Linked DNA regions of Mus musculus: regions 1 and 3 are each linked to region 2. A link is a contact called in public Hi-C data. All regions are on one chromosome and are shown on one strand. The core of a region is the stretch at or near the end of the contact, and the rest is flanking DNA. Distances in the headings are between cores, read along the strand shown.

Region 1 (3,648 bases), core at 1,009-3,508, 500 kb after region 2:
GTGTGATTCCAGCAGCACCTGTCGACATTCAGACTCCCCCCCCCCCCCCCCCGAGACAATTCTGTCCATTGGCCACAGCCTCCATCTGAAATACTGTTTTCCTTGGAAATGTCCCCAGTGTGGACTTGCCCATTGAAATTTATTACATAAGTCCTTTAGCTTGGTCACCATCCAAAACGGGCACCTGGGGCCAGCTCCTCCGGCTGACCGGTGATCACATGTAAGAGTGGCTTTTAACACTCTCTGAGGATGGCGTACACAGGGATGATCCGTTTGGCCGTATCCACGTCCCTTCCTCCCTTCAACTCCCCATACCGTCTCCCTCAGAACTTCATGTCCTTTAAGGTTTTGTGTGTGTGTGTGTGTGTGTGTGTGTGTGTGTGTGTGTGTTTATTAGTCGAGTGCAGGGATGTGTGTGTGTGTGTATGTTTATTAGTTGAGTGCAGGGAGTGCCACCCATATACACATAGGACTAGGGACATTCACTACCACAATCTATCCGCAGCCACTGTCACACAAAGTAAAGTAAGTATCAGGTCTAATTCACGGCTATATGATCCGGACTTCAACAATACAAGCTAGAAGGAAAGGTATTTATTTAATAGTACAGGAAAGAGAGGGGGGAAGAGAGAGAGAGAGAGAGAGAGAGAGAGAGAGAGAGAGTTCGCCAGGACCCAAAAGTGACCCTCTGCTGCCCAGTAGGGAAGACCAGAGAATGACAAACAACTGGCATAGAGTGAGCCTCAACTTGGCAAAACTCCCTCTAGAAACCAAGCCCCGAGCACAGGCCTCAAAAGCCTGTAATGTGTTCTCATAAACCTGGGCCAGAGAGGGTAGGTAGGGTCCCTGAAAGGAAGAGGCTGTCAGGCCCACAGCTTGTCAGCCGAACTTGACCCCTCTGTGGCTGATGTGCCTTCTAATCCCACCAGTGACAGCTTCGAGTTCTGGGCTTTCAGCCTCCCCCAGCCCGACCTGCCTAGCTGCTCAGCACACACACATGCGTTCTCAGCAGACGGGCCCTGTCTGTCTCTGTCCCTTGCAGACAGACAGACTCCACACCTTGTCTGAAAGGAGCTGCCACGTGAAGGTTTATCTTTCCTCCTCATTTCTCTTCTTCCTTTATTTTACCCTCTTCCTTTTCTTTTGGTTAATTAATGTCTAGCTGCCAACCTGGGCGACAGACAGCGCATACTAATCTGAGTCACGCAGGAGAGCCTTTTAAGGCGGTCATTATCTGCTCAGGTTGTTTAATCCTTTGGGGGCAGTGGGAGGGGCCTGGGGTGGGACCTCTTTCATCCACATCAAGCTTTAGAGCCAAGACTCTGCGCTCTGTCAAGGTAGAGACTTAGCACCATAGAGGGAGAGACACTGCCAGTGAAAGTGGCTGAACCTTCTAATCCTCACACTTCCTACTTTTAAAGTCTCCCCATGAATGGGAGAGGGGGCAGTTGTCACCTGAATTGAGTGGGTGGGGGCGGCGTGCACCGGACTAGCCAAAAGAATAGAGGAGCCGTAGTTGGGTGATGTATAAATTCTGTGTGACTGCTGATGTGTAAGGAAAGAGGTTAGACAGGATTTAAAAATGAAAACACGGGGAGCTGGTGAGGTAGCTCAGTGGTTAGGAACCTTTGTTGCTCTTCCCAGGCCCCCCACATTAGCCCGCTCACAGCTGCCCATAACTCCAACTCGAGGGCATCTCTCTCCTTCCTCCAGTGTCTGCAAGCACACACACACACACACACACACACACACACACACACACACACACACATGCGCGCGAGCACCTAACTAAAAATAAAATAGCTGTAAATGAGAACACGTATTCGAATAGAGCACTTGAATTTGAACATATCTAAAAGGCCCATGTCTTTTTTATTACAGAGCGTATACAAAGCGAGACAGGGAGGGATGGAAGGAGAAGGGGAGGAGGGAGAGAGAACCTGACCTCTCGTAGAAAGACGCCACACTATCTCAGATCTTCCACATACTCTGCCCCCAGCAGCTGAGACTGTAACATTACTCCTGCGCTTATGCCCATGACAAATCACGGACTCACTCGGGATTCCGGTAACGTGGTACCATTACCACATTACCATGTAAGAACTGGGACAGACTGGCAGAGCATGTTCAGACACGGCTCTGAAACGTGGTGACCTCTCCTTCATTTTTTTCCAGTGGATTCACCTTTTTTGTCTCAGGACAAATGAAGCAAGAGGGATAATGGGCAGAGTCACTTGTTTGTGTCCAGTGTATTGCATCAGATGACAACAGGCCGATTGTGTGTGTGCCTAATGCTCTCCCTCCTGCCTCGGCTTCTCCCTAGACTGTATAAATCTAACTGGAAAAAAAAAATGGAGTAGAGCTTCCTGTTAACTCTCAAGCATGTCATGGCTCTCTGTAAGCAAAACAAGTGACACAGAGTTTGCTCATAGAGGTCCCCGGTGAGGGCGCAGAGATGAACCCTGAGGAATGAGGTGTGGCCTGCTGGCTGGAGGAGAGGCTAGAGGGCAGCCTACCAGGGCAGCCTACCAGAGCCACTGTTGGTTTACAGCCTTTGCCTGCCCACATGTCTGACTTGCTTTGAAAAGATTAACAGGAGTGTTTGTTTGAAAGTCAGACTCCTGGTTTCCTCATTAGTAGAGGGATTTGCTGCAGACTTGGGCTGTGCTTATAAACTCTAATTACCTCTCTGATGAGGAGTCTATTTCTCTCACATTCAGCCCAAATGTACACAAGAGTTCCTTTTGTAAAATCGTGTTAGAGCAATAAAAGATTATTGAGAGGGGGTGGAGGGGGAGAGGGAGAAACAAGAACACAAGCCCGAGCTCTCCGTGCTGAAATAATAGGCTTGGAACAGAAAGAAGTTGATCACAGCCCATGCCTTCCAAAAAAAAAAAAAGATTAATCCACCCGGGTAGCTTTCCTTTCAAAGGAAGCTTTTCGATCCCCTCAAGTTTCTCTCTAGCAGGCTCAACTCTGTACCTGAATTTGAGAATTTAACATTTTGAACACTTAGTTCGTGCCTCTGCCCTGTGTTGTTGCTGCTGCTGAGCCGTGCTGGTGCGAACAGTATAGTCGCAGCCTGCCCTCCTCTGACTGACAGACACAAGCTACCCGAAACACCGTCCTAACTCACTGTGGCAGCTGGTGGGCGGATGTGCATCCCTTCCTAACCATTCTCAGTTATTTCGCAATGTCTGGAGATTCTTTTGGATGTCAAAGTAGCGGGCAGGGGGTCGGCAGGGAGGCCACTAGAGGCATCTTGTGGGTAAAGAAGGAAGATGCCACCAAACAGTTATCAGTCTCCAAACACCCGCTAGACATAATACAGCCCAAAGATGCCAGCAGTGGCACTTTTGGCAAGGGAACCCTCCTGTCCCTCCTGTCCCCTGGTCTGCCTCAAAGGCAGCATGCACACGTGCCAAGTGCAGAGGGAGCCGGTGAAGCAAGGGCAGTCTGTAGAACTGTAAATTCAAAATGAATCTTGTAAAGAAAGTCTGTCATTTCTGGACAAAACAAGTTTTGCTATCCATTTGTGTTAGAAGCTAGTGAGTGACACAGCAGCTGGAGCCATGACTCAGTGGTTTAGAGCATGCACTGCTCTGGGGGATGTTGGCACCCACTTCTAGCCTCTGGGGGCACTGCACA
Region 2 (4,029 bases), core at 289-2,788:
AAAAGATCCAATTTCTGCTTTCAAATATCCTCCATCCTACTGAAGGTCCCTGAGATTAGTGAGCGGCACAAGCACCATGAACTTGAGAATCGACTCTCTGAGAACGTAGCATGTTCTGCGGTGCCCTGTGATGTCAGGGATGCCCCCTCGGATGCTTTCACTTCAATTCACCTCCTCGCTTGTCAACAAGAAGGTTGTGGTCACTTCTCAGGTACATCCACCTCGTTTTGTGAGATAGAATCTCACCCTAACTGGTCATCAAACCCCAGGGACCCAACTGTCACCGCCTCCCCAGAGCTGGCATTACAAGCATGCACCACCACACACACCTTTTTAAGCGTGGGTCCTTGAACTTGGGTCCTCACGCTGTCAAGGCGGACACTTGACTTCCTGCACTGTCTCCCAGGCTTGGTGCCAGTCCTCATTGAGGAATAAGCCAGACATCCAGCAGTTGTATTTGATCTAAAGCTACCCCATCTTGTCCCTGTCACCTAGGTGTGCACAACACGAGCTTTCTGTACTCTTTATCCTAGAAGACAGAAGCCATCTCTGCACACCAAGGACCATAAGACAATATGGATTTCATGACTCCCTCAAACGTTCGTTAAGGCTGGCCTGTCAGGGTTGGGAGTACACATATAACTTAATATACATCTTTTTAGGTCCATAACAAAAAGTGTTGTATGCTTGCAACCAGAACAGCGCCATATCCTAATTATTATTTATTATTGTCATCAAAGCCACAGCTACTGGTCTTGATAGTGAGAGCTAACATGAAATAGATATTGACAAACTATTCACCGATTTAATCATCTCTCCAGCCACTTGTGTTTGCAAATGAATCTCCTGTCAACATCAAATCCTCATCAGCATTCCACACTCAGTGTGTGAGGATCATGTAAAATTGATGAGCTCAGATTTCTATTAAATGCACTACCTATTTCTGGGGTTACTTATATGGGCTTTCTGGAAGCTTGGAATCCTGGTGTCTTATAAACAAGACAGGCTCTGGCCTTTTACTTTAAAAGGGTCTTTAGAAAGCTTTTAGGACTATGCTGAGATGGAGTGCTCGTTAGAAAGATTGGAAAGAATGGAAAATTCCATGTGTGTGAGATTCCTGGGTAATATGTACAAATTAAGACTGTAAAGAAATTGATGGGAGCAATGTACATTTAATTTCAATATTTTGTGTGAATGTGTGTGTATGCACCATGTGTGTACATTGTCTGGGGAGACCAGAAGAGGGGGCTCAGCTCCCCTGAAATGAAAACGAAGTTCTAGATGGTGGGTGCTGGGAATTGAACTGGAGTTCTCTGGAAGAACTGCTAATGCTTTAAACCATTGAGTCATGTCTCCAGTCCTTTATATTTACTTTTAATTTATGTGTCTGTGTGTGCTGCATGTGTGTGCAGGTGCCCTTGTGGCCAGAAGAGGGCGTCAGATGCCAGTGGAGTTATGGGCAGTTATAAACCGACCAATGCAAGTATTGGGAGGCGACTCACATCCTTTGAAAGAACAACAGTTGCTCTAAAGCTCCGAGTCATCCCTCCAGTCCTAACAGGACATTGTTACTCATGTATTTATTTGCCTAGAAGTTCTATGTTGGCCTTAACCATAACGGGACCTAACTCTTGGCACCAAACACTATGCGAATGTTGAGGTATTATTTCCAAGCCCTGGGAACAGCTGCTGTTTATTGTGTTACAGTCGCCACCTCCTGAAGAATGTGATTCTGTTTCAAAGATATCCAAGCACTGACCAGGCAGCCTCAACCCAGATGAGCTGTGGCAACCAACGTGGCACGCTGTTATCCTGCTGTTATGAGGTGCACTCCATCAAGTGGTTCCAGATCCTTCTCCCCTGTGCCTGCAAGGGGAGGCTCTGTTGACTTTGGGGGGGCTGTAAATCCGAGTGGCACTTTTATGATTGAGGGGTAGACAGTGGTAGAGGATTTGTGTGACGCTCTATGAAAATTAGCAAATGCTGCAAACTCTGAGTCAGGAAGATTCATGGGAGGCAAGCCTGGGTTGCAAAAGGCATGGAGGCTTCCTGGAATCCGTGAGCTTCTGAGGATTACAAGAACGATCCCGAGGAGCTTGCCAAGGCCGCTCCTGTGGGATTAAGTGCACGGCCAGCTCTCAGACTATTCCTTGTATTGCATGGCTTGGGAATGCAGGGGCAGGGAGACCGCTAAATACCCTTGGCACTTTGAACTCTTTCAGCTTAGCACCCCTTGACATCATCAAAAATTTTTTTCTTTCTGTTTAGGGGAAGAAAGAGAGAGAGAGAGAGAGAGAGAGAGAGAGAGAGAGAGAGAGAGAGAGAGAGAGAGAGAGAGAAAGGAAGGCAGACCTAATTTGAGAAGCCCCATCCTCACCACAACCCTCTTTAGAACAAATGAACATTTTTCTCATGAGAAAGGTGGTTGACCTTCAATGAAGGACCTTTTGCTCCTGAAAAAAATTAGGAAATAATGTAATAGCTTATGTGTAGGTTGAGGCACTGATCTTATCCACACATTTTTTTTTTTACTGTTCTCAAAGGCTAGAGAAAATGGGATATCTGAATTTTTTAAGATTTGAAATATATAATTCGACCTAAAATAATCTCACTTTTAAGGACTTGGTCTGAGGAAATAAATAATTATAACTGACAAGAGTGAAAGTCATTTCAGAACTGCTCATAAGATCAAAAATGGTCTACTTTTATGTCAAAATGTTATAGATGACGTAAACAGTGTCATCTATAATGTGTTTCTAGAAGTACTCTGAGCTAGAGAGCTGGCTCTGTAGCTAAGAGCCCTTGCTGCTCTTACTGAGGACCCAGGTTTGGTTCTCAGCACCTATTTTAGGTGGTGCACAGCCACCTGTAACTCCAGTTCCAGCGATCAAACAGCATCTTCTGGTGTTCCTGAGTACTGCAAACATATGTGTGCACATGGGATTTGTTCACACAGACACGGGTGCACACATGTGCATGCACACGTGTAAATAAAAACAATGGAAATAACCACTTCAAAAATGCATAGCAGGCTAATGCCTTTCTCAGAAGATTTTCCATTATGGCGGAGAACTTGGAGAGATGGACAGACAGACTGATTTCTAGCAGAGGTTGTTCATGGTGCCATAGAGTCATCTCTCAGAGAAGATTTGTTCTGATGATGCTGGCTACAGAGGGAGACCTCAGGTTAGCTTCTCACATGAAGACAGTGCAACTTCCAGAGGCAATGTTCATTCTTCCAAGGGACCCAGCAAGTCTCAAGTTTTGATTCTTGCAAAACTTCCCTAAGAGTGTACAGAACTCCCCCCTTCGGAAATTTATAAAGTCATATCCCTGTGGGGCTGCATCACCTTGGTCAAGGAGGACAAGACACTCTTGCCAGCTCTCCATGAGTGGTGAGTCTGTGGCCACATGAGTGCTCTCAGGCAAGGATTTTCTGAAAGAGCTGTAGGGGCTGCTGTAACAATAATAACACAGAATTCACTGTGTGTGAAGTGTTGGGATGCAGGTGGGGGAAGCTCCAAGAAGGGAGTCAGTGAACCAGTGTGAGTGTGGTCAGGCCAGATCACCCCACCACAAACCTTGTAAGTTTGGAGGAACACACAGGGAATGATGGGACTACCCACAAAGGTAGAGCAACCACCCTGGCCCCCACGGCCTAGGATAGAAATACATGGTTTCGGGAGCCCAAGATGCTATCCATAAATATGTTCCTGCTGAGGGCCATGGCAGGGAGGGAGTCTGTTCTACAACTTTCTCCCAAGCTCTGCTTGTTTTATTGGTCATCTTTGGGCTTCTTTGGCTTATACATACAATATCCCTGCCTCTACCTTAGTCTCCCCATGTGTCTGTCTGTCCCCTTCCTCCTTTTATAAGGACATACATCATTCTCAGTTAAGACAACTGTATAGCAGGGTACCTTATCTAGTTTTATGGATAACATTTTTTCTCAAAAGTTATATATTAAGGTTCTGGGGGTCAGGACTTTAATGAAAGCCCTAGAATGTCCTAGAATGTTCTTTTGGTTAT
Region 3 (3,516 bases), core at 786-3,285, 370 kb after region 2:
GGATGTAGAGACCCGTTCAAGAATTTGGTGCAAGCTGTTTATAATTATAATCCCTATCTTAAGGTTACCACATGCCTGAATTTATTGTCCTTAGACATACAAGAATATGGACATTGTCCTGTCAAAGAAAATCAACTTTTAAAATCATCATAATTATTCCTCTTGTACTATTTTACTCTTCCTGTGCGTTTATGACTTGGTTTGAGAAATTCTAGATGTTGATGACGAATGTAAAACTCATTTAACTGGGACACTAAAGAACTAATGAATGCTTGCCACTTGGTAGACCACAGGCAATCCTTTACTGATGGTCCAAGAATTCTGGGCTTGTCCTTCTATAGAAGCTGGCATTATTAACTTGCCTCATAAATCATTAATGGTTCTCTGTTCTACTGACAGCTCCCATTCCACAAGGTTCTCAATAGCCACCTTCGGGCATCCTTCCACAGCTCCACAGCCCGTGCCCATCCCCTGGACGCGCAAAGCAAGAGCACTTGGCATTAACTGTATGCTGAAAGATGCTAACACTATTTTTTGACACTGTAAAGAATCCAGAAAACATAATGAAGTTGAAGCATTGCTCTCTCATTGCTGCTGATTTCTCTTTAAACTCAAAACAAAAGCAAATATTAAAGAGAGAGGCATAGCTCGGTTAAGTTGCACAACTGCTGGCCTAGTCTGAAAGCACTTCTCTGGGAAGAAGACTTTAAAAAAAAAAAACAATAGAAACAAAACCTGGAAACAGAGTGATCCAAAGATCATAGAACTTGAAATGTTCCAGAATTTTCAAAAAACACCCGTGTAGAATTTGTTTCGGGTCTAGCATCCCTGTGATGTGTAGCTCTGCTTCCAAAGGCTGTTGTTCTTGCAGATGTGTTCTGAGACACTGCTGAGCAGATGATAAACCCTGCCAGCCAGCCCCTCTTATGGCCCAGAGAATCCTTGGTGCCTTTGTTATAAAGCTCAACTCCTTGGTGCACAAGGCTGAACTCTGGGGCCCAGCTGCTGTCGGTTTGAGGTGCCTGACATGGGGACAGGAGCCTTCTATGTCTTTCGACTCCAGCACGGCAGCTGTACTTCAGTTTGGTGGGGCACATCCTCTCTTACACGTTTCCTGCTATGAAAGGGGGTACCCTTGCCACATGTGTCACAGCAGGCAGGATGATCTTCACCAACAGAGGCCATTCGGTGTCCAATTCGGCCGTAGATAAAGCCATGAGTGAGCATGCAAGAAGGAAACTGAGGCAGGAGGATAAAGTCGGGTCATCAGATGCTTTGTCTACTCCGTAGCTTGGAGAGAAGGGAAGTGTATTCATTGACCGCAGCTAAATGATGAGTTACCTTATTTAATGAGTGATTCCTTTGGGTGATGATCTTATAGAAATGCATAAGGTCCATTAGGGTTCTCACTATAGGTCACCATTTACATATTTATCTGAAGCATCAAATGATCATGAGTTAGTTCTGATCTACTCAAACAGTCCACCTGTAGACCTTTGGTGAAGACAGCATTCAGAGTATGGAATGTGTTTTCAGAGGAATCGAATCTAGACAAAAAGAACTCAGAATTACTCTGGCCAGGAGGGTATGTACAGCTTCTTTTGGTCTCGTTGTTTGGCCAGATAAGCAGTGAAACCGGCACCATGCTTCCTGGGGCGATCATCTGGCTGTCTCTTTAAGGGTTGTCATCAGGAAGCCTTTCCATTTGGCACTTTGGGCCAAGACGTAGTGAGACATTATTATTAAATGCTAATATCGAATGCACACACCAAAAAAAAAAATGTGTTGAGAGGAAAGAGGGTAGCATTTGCTTTAGAGATTTTAATGAAGGGCTGAGTTTCCACCCTCTTGTTTAAACAAGGTCTATTCAGCATTTGACAGATGTGGTATTTGGCAGGTCAGAAGGATGCCCGCGTATAGGAAAGCATTCATTTCCAAGAATCAAAGACAAGGAGAGTGAATTCGGAGCAGAGACAAAATTGAGAGGAGATAAACAAAGCCGGTCTCGCTGGAGCCTCAGCAAGATGTCAGGCTAGGAGAACTCAGGCTCAAGAGGGAAGAAACTGATTCCAACTTCTCCTTCTAATGAGAACTAATTTAGCCCTAAATTAGAAACAGGAATAGTTGAGATAAATATTAAGTTCTGAGAGAGGACTTGCCGACTTTTCTGTTTTGATAGAGATGAGAAAGGGACCAAGGTTTATTCCCTCAGAAACACAGTTGGTGGGAGACTATTTCAGAATAAAGTCACACGTGCGGTCTCATCTGTCCTGGCGTGACGAGCTTTTCAGCGTGAATACCGCCTCTGACTCATGGCTTACTAATTGATCCTGCTCATCAAAACCGTGACTTTAGAGACTGTGAGTCTCTGGAGCAGAGCCTTGTAGAGCTGAAATGCGGGCTGCCTGCAGGGTGTGAGGCCTCAGCAGCTCATGACTGCAGAGCTGAGATGTTTGGGAAAGGCATGGAAAGAAGGAGGCGCTTAGTCTGACCCCTAATTTCTCTGAGACTGTGGCAGCGTCCGTGAGCCAAACTGGGTGCAACTCTTGTGAAAGGAAGTAAAACCCCCAGCTGGTATTTTCTACAGAAAAATAAGAGAGAGATGGAAGGGGGTGGCCGAGTTATCAGGACCTTTTCTCCTTCCCGCACCCAGGGAGTAGCTCATGACTCTCCTTTCTGTTTGTTCTCGGGCCTTCTCAGCAGCCAGTGGTCAAACTGGACACTAAGAAAAAAAATTAATCCACACAGAGCCCATTTTTCAGATTTGTTAAACTGAGGAAAACGATTCTTTCCATGAGATAGGTTGATCTGAAGTCTAAAGTGACTGCGGAGAGGTAAGCTCTCTCAGGTGTGCCCAGGGCTCGGAACATTGACACTGGAGAACAAAAGAGAAATGAATGGATTAAGTTACTGCTGGGTTTTCAGAGACATCCCAGGGACCACCATTTACAGAGAATTTCAGCACAACAATAGATTATTGTGTTTTTTTTTTTTTTATTTTGGTTTGGTTTGGGTTTTTTTTTTTTTTTTTTTTTTTTTTTTTTTTTTTTGCCTACAGCCACCCTGTTACAATGGCACATTACCAGGTCCATTTGTGTTTTTAAAATATTACAGTAACAGCAACAGCAACAATAATAAAGCCTAATTGTTTGAGTCTTCAGAAAAGACTGCTTGAAAGGAAGAATGGTGCATTAGTCAGCCTACAGAATAAATGATAACCTGCCCTTTGATTCAATGAGTCTTTATTAGGTGACAAAGATTGGGTCCATGTGTGTGTGATGCGGTGCGCCTTGGGCTAGGCCTCTGTCTGAGACACCGCACGCCTAGGTCAGGGCACAATAGGACCCTTTGTCTCTGCTCCAGGCAGGATTTTTTTTTTAAGGAAAGAAGAAGAAGAAACAGAGAATCCACTTCAGCCTTTAAATCAAATTTACCTTCTGCCCCCTTCTCCCCAATAAAACACCATAAATAGCCTGGATGAAGGTGGAACTTCTAAACTGACAAGCACTTCTATGA

The links. Hi-C and Micro-C count contacts between places; a contact is called where the count stands out from the background.
Region 1: a contact with region 2 is called in a Hi-C map of muscle stem cells, with 6 times the contacts expected there. The contact joins two enhancer-like sites. A contact is called at or near these places in 2 of 484 Hi-C or Micro-C datasets (bone marrow-derived macrophages and muscle stem cells), 5 of 115 datasets of contacts at active chromatin or transcription factors (acute myeloid leukemia, astrocytes, large pre-B cells and 2 more) and 1 of 9 other capture datasets (bone marrow-derived macrophages).
Region 3: a contact with region 2 is called in a Hi-C map of muscle stem cells, with 1.8 times the contacts expected there. The contact joins two enhancer-like sites. A contact is called at or near these places in 1 of 15 datasets of contacts at CTCF or cohesin (the NIH/3T3 cell line), 1 of 484 Hi-C or Micro-C datasets (muscle stem cells) and 1 of 115 datasets of contacts at active chromatin or transcription factors (double positive thymocytes).

The regions. Positions count from the first base shown.
Region 1 is chr16:92,608,296-92,611,943 of GRCm38.p6, reverse strand. The region is part of intron 7 of Runx1 (runt related transcription factor 1); the gene reads left to right. Among named protein-coding and RNA genes, the nearest start is that of Gm30224, 14 kb to the right of the region's middle. Within about 2 kb of position 2,258, at least 135 of the 459 cell types and tissues checked have an H3K27ac peak or open chromatin away from gene starts, as enhancers often do. A contact at or near this core is called in muscle stem cells, where this site is marked.
Region 2 is chr16:93,105,045-93,109,073 of GRCm38.p6, reverse strand. No RefSeq gene overlaps it. Among named protein-coding and RNA genes, the nearest start is that of Gm30474, 25 kb to the left of the region's middle. Within about 2 kb of position 1,538, at least 38 of the 459 cell types and tissues checked have an H3K27ac peak or open chromatin away from gene starts, as enhancers often do. A contact at or near this core is called in muscle stem cells, where this site is marked.
Region 3 is chr16:92,739,035-92,742,550 of GRCm38.p6, reverse strand. The region is part of intron 2 of Runx1 (runt related transcription factor 1); the gene reads left to right. Among named protein-coding and RNA genes, the nearest start is that of Gm30281, 21 kb to the left of the region's middle. Within about 2 kb of position 2,035, at least 21 of the 459 cell types and tissues checked have an H3K27ac peak or open chromatin away from gene starts, as enhancers often do. A contact at or near this core is called in muscle stem cells, where this site is marked.